Regions from separate parts of the Rattus norvegicus genome. Here region 1 is linked to region 2. A link is a contact called in public Hi-C data. All regions are on one chromosome and are shown on one strand. Each heading gives the region's core, a stretch centred on a gene start, on an enhancer-like site or on the middle of the called end of the contact. The rest is flanking DNA. Distances are from core to core; before and after follow the strand shown.

Region 1 (3,004 bases), core at 254-2,753, 110 kb before region 2:
GCAGTAAAGTGCATATGACACCTTCCATAAAGATATTCTACAGATTAACGGGGAAAACAAGCTCACGTAAGGGTCTGGGAAGGATCCCGTATGGTCTCAGCCCACACGGATAGTGCGGAGGTCAGCAGGCTGTTAACCGTGTCCATCCCCAGCCTCTGGGTGAAGAAGGGTTAAGTATCCTCCCTTCAAAGGGACGGCCCTGTGCTTCTCATTCCTTGATCTTCTGTGCTTATCTGTGAGCACGAGGACCTCTGCCTCCTGGCTGAGCATGTCAGGCAGTTTCACTCAGGGAACCTGCCAAGGATGGCCATACAGGCTGCTGCCTGCAGGTGAGACAGGAGGCTCCTGTGTGACTGACCGCCCCTGTGCCCCTGAGGGAGAGCCATGACTCCTGGGCACCGTGGCAGGACATGCGCACAGTTGATGCACACAGTTGTTTTGGGGGTTTATTTCTCTATTTTTTTCTTTTGAGACAGGGTTTCTCTGGGTAACTCTGACTGTCCTGGAACTCACTTTGTAGATCAGGGTGGCCTCAAACTCAGAGATCTGCCTGTCTCTGCCTCCTGAGTGCTGGGATTAAAAGCGTGTGCTGGCTTTTGTTTTATTTTTCAGTTACTAGGGGGGAAAATGGGTTGCACTGTGATACTTGCATGCACACTTCACATTAATTTGCCGAGTCCCCCTTCATGATCCTCCCGCACAGTTCCTTCCCTTCTCTTCCTCCCTTTTCTGTTGACACAGGGTCTTCTTCTGTAGCCTGATTGCCCTGAAACTCGTGACCGTCCTCTTACTTCAGCCTTCAAAGTGCTTCCTCCTGTCTCCACCTGTCTTCTTGTTGTTGTTGTTGTTATTGTTGTTGTTAAGACAGAGTCTTGTAGCCTAGGCTAACCTAGAACTGTCTTTGTAGCCAAAGATGACCTCGGATGCCCCAGAAGCACACCCTGTTTATTATAAAGAGTAGAACATGGGGGCGGGGTTATTGCACACAGCTGGGCCAGGGGTCAGGTTTGCCTCATCTGAGTAGGAGCGGTCTCCGTGGGGCACAGTCTGCAGGCTGTAAATACCGAAGGAAATAAAGCTATGGTAGACACGTTCTGCACACACTATCAACACTGGCATCCAATCTCCCTAGGGAAGGATCTGCGGTTTCCCTCTGAGCCTCACCCAGGGTCTGGGGAAGGCTTTGCCATTTGTTCCTGGTGTGAGGCTCTGGGGTCCTTAACATGGCCACGCCCATATTGATAGCACCCATCCACGCAAGGGCTTTCTGTGCTTCCTAAAGACCAGTGTTTGGCACCAACACAAGGTGGACCCGAGCGATGGTGGAATACAGTTGCCTGGCACCAGGCCTTCTGCTGTAACCCTCTCTCCTGGCTGGGCTGCAGGCCAAGTTCCTCTAACCGTCCCACATTCCTTCCTGCCTGCCTCACATCACCAACCAAATGCCTTTAGTGTCATGTTGCCCTGACCCTGCACCTGCCACTGTCTCTAAGCTGGGTCCCAGGGAGACCGACTTCATCCATTCACCTCCAAAGCGATGAACGGGGGAAAAGACCGCTGTGTGGATGGAGTATGGAAAAGCTGGCCTTCATTCCGCCAGCCCACAAGGTATTCTATGACTCAGCATTCAGTGGCCAAGAATCTGCGAGGTTTGTAAAGGCCAGCGCGCACTCTGGGAGCTGAAACATAAGCAGGAGAGCTTCAGGGATGCAAGGAACAGGACTTGTTTGTTTACTTACCGAGGAGCTGAGGAGGGAACCCAGAACGCTCAACCTCTCCCATCAAGCCAATCCCAGCCCCTCGTCTAGGCCTAGTACCATAGCCTGTTAGTGTAGATCAGAGCTGGATCTTGGGTATCGGCCACGGACTTCCTTGTCTCTTGCTTACTTCTGCTTATGCCAGGCTGGCTGGCTTGTAAGCTACAGGGAGTTGCTTGTCTCCACCCCGCTACTCCCAGGAGAGCCACCCTGAGATTACAGATGTGAGCACCCCCACTGCATCCAATTTATATGAGGGTTGCAGGGCCCTGAATTGATTTTTACATTTGTGCTACAACCTACACACCCCAACCTCCCTCCGTCCCTCCCTCTTTCTTTTATATGCATGCCAAATTATGTCTGTGAAGGTCAGAGGACAACTTGTAGGAGTTGGTCTCTCCCTCCATCATGGGGTTCCCAAGGACAGACCCACTCTGTTGGGTTTGGGGTCGGGCATCTTTTCACGGCTGTCATTTTGTTTCTCTTTTCTTTCTTTCTTTCTTTCTTTCTTTCTTTCTTTCTTCCTCTTTCTCTCTCTTTCTCCCTCTCTTCCTCTTTCTCTCTCTCTTTCTCCCTCTTCCTTCCTTTCTTCCTCTCTCTCTCTCTCTCTCTCTCTCTCTCTCTCTCTCTCTCTCTCTTTCTTTTTGAATCAGCATTTCACTATGAATCCCTGTCTGGCCTGGATGGAGCTCATTCTGTAGACCAGGCTGGCCTTATGGTTGTGAGCCATCGTGTGGTTGCTGGGATTTGGACTCAGGACCTCTGGAAGAGCAGTCAGTGCTCTTAACCACTGAGCCATCTCTCCGGCCCCAATTGACAAGACTTTTTATTAGCACACATCATTCATACGTAACCCTGGGTTTCATGATGACATCTCCTCTCATGTATGCTGTGTACTGTGACCGTGCTCCCCCTCATTTCCCTCTCTTGTCCTCCTCGAGCTCCTCTGACCCTCTTCCTCTCCCAGAGAGGCCGCCATTACTTTCATGTCCTTGTTATTTCCTGGAGACCTAAAGAGTCTAAGTCTTCTAGGAGCGTGGGTGAGGGGTTAATTAAAGGCCCATGGGCACCCTGTGGTGGCTGCACCACTGAGGAAAAAGTCTCTCCCCTCCCAGCAACCATTGCCTGTGCGCAGACAGAGTGAACAAGACCCTGAGCTTGGTCATGTGGGGAGAGGGGAGAGTGCTGCCCAGCTAGAGGCGGGTCTTGTGAGTGCCTCTGTTTTGTTGGTGGTCTGAGAGAGTTTC
Region 2 (3,362 bases), core at 363-2,862:
CAGATCTAGGAGTTGGGCCCAGGGAGAATGAGAGAGGGCCCCAAGGAGGGAGAGATGGAGAAGGAACTTCAGTGGGTCTGGAGGGGGTGGGGTCTGGGACACTGAGGATCGGGAATAAGTGAATGGCTTTGGAGTGTTCAAGGGACAGTGAGGAGTTTTGGAGAGGCAGAGAACATTCTGGAGGCCTGCCAAAGGTCTCAGAAGGTGTGTGGGAAAGGCGGGGTGGGACTGTCAGAAAATTCCAGATTTTCGGCCAGGAAGCCGTTCTCCAGGATCTATGATGACTTGGAGCAGTAAGTTGGGGTTTAGAAGGTCCCAGAGACGCTGAAGTTTCGGGAGGTGTCCTTGGAAGTGTGGCCTAAAGAGAGGGGTGTGTTTGCAGGGAACTCCAGCTGCAAGGAGGAAGGGCTTCCTGAGAAATGAGGAGCTCGGGAGGTGGAGGAACAGACACTGGGTTGGAGTGCTCCGGAAACAGAGCGGTTGGGATAATTAGGAGTGCTCGGAGAGCGCGCTCACCCTGGCGGCCCGCGACGAGTAGGGGTCCTCAAAAAGCGCCCACACGCGGGGCTGCCAGCGCCTCCACCACGTGCCGCCCGCGCCGCCCGGGCCTCCGGCAGGTCCTCCGGCACCTCCGCCCGCGTCCTGAAAACACAGACGCTTGAGCTCGCCGCCTGCCCCGTCCAGGCCGCCACCTCCTGCGCCCGCCTCGTCGTCCAGGCCCGCATCATGGGCGCCTCCGGCGTTGGCGTTGGCGTTGCCCGAGGAGTCCGGAGCCTCGAAGGAGTCCAGTGCCTCTTCGGCATCACGGTGCTGGCGGTAGGTCATCCAGCAGCAGGCCTCCACGTCCGTCTCGTCTATGCCCCAGAAGCCCAGCTCCTCCTCGAAGAGCGGCCCGCACACGTCGGCCGGGCAGTGCAGCTTGCCGGTGCGGTAGTAGTTGAGCACGTAGGCGAAGACGCCCGGGTGACGGTCAAAGAAGAACTCGTCCGTGCCCGGGTCGTAGTCAAAGCGCGCGGCCGCCTCGGGCTCGGTCAGCCCGGCCAGCCGGGTCCCCGGTAGGGTGCGCAACGTGGAGCGGTACGTCTCATGGCGCACGCCGCCCACGTTGATCACGATCTTACCGCTGTCGCCGCCGCCGCCGCCGTGCCGCCCCATGGCCACCGCCGGCAGCCCGGAGCATGGCTCGGCGCGCCGGCCCCCAGGCCCACAGGAAAGCGGGGCACCCGCCGGGGAGGCGGCGGTGCCGGGCTGAGCGCACTGCTGCTGCGGCGGCGGTAGCAGAGGCGGCGGTGAGGACTCAGGCGGCTGCGGCGTTGGCGCCGGCTGAGAATGCTGCTTGCGGGTCCCCTGGCGCCCGCTGAACGACCAGACGCACACTGAGCTGAGCATTGGACAGGGAGGCGGGGCTGAGGGGGGCAGGGTCTTGGGGGCGGAGCCTTGGTAGAGAAGCAGATGTGATTGGGCAGGAGGAGGCGATGAATGGATGGGGAGGGAGTGATTGGGCAGGTGGAGGGAGAACACGAGCTGATTGGACTGATGGAGTGGGCGGGGCCACGGCTAGGCAGACTCTAACCAAGCCTAGCTAGAGGAGGTGGGATTGCACAAAAAGCTTAGGATTGGATTCTACCTAGGAGAGGGCGGGGCGTCAAGGGGACCCTAAAAATGCCTAACTCAGCAGCACAGCGAAAATGGAGACCTCAGAGCCAGGTATGGGAAAGAACCAGGTGCGGTGGAGGCAGGGGGATCAGGCGTTCAAGGTCATGCTACAACGGGAGATAGAGGCCAGCCTGGGCTGTGTGAGACTCTGCCTCAAAAAAAAAAAAAAAAAAAAAAAGGCCTATCAAGTCTTTTTTTTGGGGGGGGGGGTGAGGGGCGGGGGAGGAATCACAGCAAGAGAAGCTGGCAAAAAGAAAACAAATTGGTGACTCGCCTATAGCTCCAGCAGGCAGGACCTGCACTGAAAAGGCAAATGAATAGGAAAGTAGAAGTGATTGGATGCAGCGAGCCCAAGAAATTATCAACAGTCCTTATTGGGTCGGGACAATGAGGGGGAGGGTCTTACCTGGGGTGGGGGCGGTACTATGGAACTGGAGGTGGAGTTGGAACTTGATTAAATAAAAAAACTGACAGAAGACAGTCGAAGGGGAGATACTGGGACGCTATGGTAAGAGATGGAAGGAGAGGTTTTGGGAATTTCTGGATGAAAGCTAGGGAGGGACCGAGGCTGCAAGTTGTGGAGTTCAGGGAGGCCTTTAGGTTTGCTATCCTCCTGCTTCAGCCTTAGCATCCCAAATAGCTGAAATGACAGATGCTCAACTAACTATTCAAACTTGGACTTCGTTAGATGGGGCTGGACCTGGGCGAAGAGGATGAATAGGAAGAGACACAGACAGATGGGCAGGCAGGGTCTATATCTTATAGGAAAACAATAATGCAGGGAAAGATGTGACTAGTAAGTCGATGGCCAAGTGGGGCGCTAAAAATGAACATTTAGAGCGCCAGAAGCTTCTAGGCTGGTGGGACAGAGTTTGGGAAATGAGACACCTGTTAGGGGAAGAGCACAGGGGTTCGTTGTCAGAGACCCAGCAGGATGGTCCATCAGATCTTAGGGGAGGGGTAAAAGTTTCCAGATGTTAGAAGAAAGGGGATGAGGCCTAGACAACAAAGATTGCAGACGGGGGGGGGGGGGGCGGAGGCAGGAGATGGGTAAAGGAGTGGGTACCAGGCATGCAGAGAAGAACGCCACCGGGAGCATGGGCAACTGCTTCTCACCTACGAGGTCAGATGGGACCATTGGGAAGGGGTGGGGTTATGGAGGGAAAAGTGAAGCCAGAGAAGACACCTCACACCTCGGAGCGGGCAGGCCCCGCCCTCTAGGCGGTCCTAGGCGCAGGGCCGGCAGTGCGCGAGTGCAGTGGCCGCAGCAAGGGCTGCAGCAAGAGGAGGCGCCTGCGGGAACGAAGAGGGCGGGTCACGGGCTGCGGCGGTCGCTGGCTCCTTGCCTTCCTCTGCAGGCTCTACACGGGTTCGTATTCCCATCTCCAGTCCCGTTCCCGCTAATGTGTCTGTCACCTTTCTCCGTTGTCTCTGACTGTCCTCCTACCTGTCCCCACCACCCGAGGTATCGGATTCCTCTTTTCCAGATCTCTGTTCCTCCATCTCTGACTCTATAGATGAATCTCTCCTTTCTCTTTGGGTCTTTGTCCCCCCTCCTCTAGGTCTCAATCTCTAGGCCACTTATCTTCCCCATCTGAGTCTATGCCTCTCCCTCTCTCTGGGTCTCTGTCTCGCACTTTCTGAATCTCTGTCCGCAGCTTCCTCTCCCCACCCATTCCTGGGCCTCTGTTTCTCTCCAAGGTCTT

What was found. Hi-C and Micro-C count contacts between places; a contact is called where the count stands out from the background.
Region 1: a contact with region 2 is called in a Hi-C map of liver, with 2.1 times the contacts expected there. The contact joins the enhancer-like site here to the promoter of Kcnc3 in region 2. A contact is called at or near these places in 6 of 12 Hi-C or Micro-C datasets (the A7r5 cell line, Schwann cells, frontal cortex and 3 more).

What each region holds. Positions count from the first base shown.
Region 1 is chr1:104,321,845-104,324,848 of GRCr8, reverse strand. No RefSeq gene overlaps it. Among named protein-coding and RNA genes, the nearest start is that of Izumo2, 9.6 kb to the left of the region's middle. Within about 2 kb of position 1,503, at least 13 of the 93 cell types and tissues checked have an H3K27ac peak or open chromatin away from gene starts, as enhancers often do. A contact at or near this core is called in the A7r5 cell line, where this site is marked.
Region 2 is chr1:104,215,722-104,219,083 of GRCr8, reverse strand. It overlaps Kcnc3 (potassium voltage-gated channel subfamily C member 3), which reads right to left and starts at 1,612. Exons shown (of 4, transcript NM_053997.5): 1 at 517-1,612. The coding sequence starts at 1,389.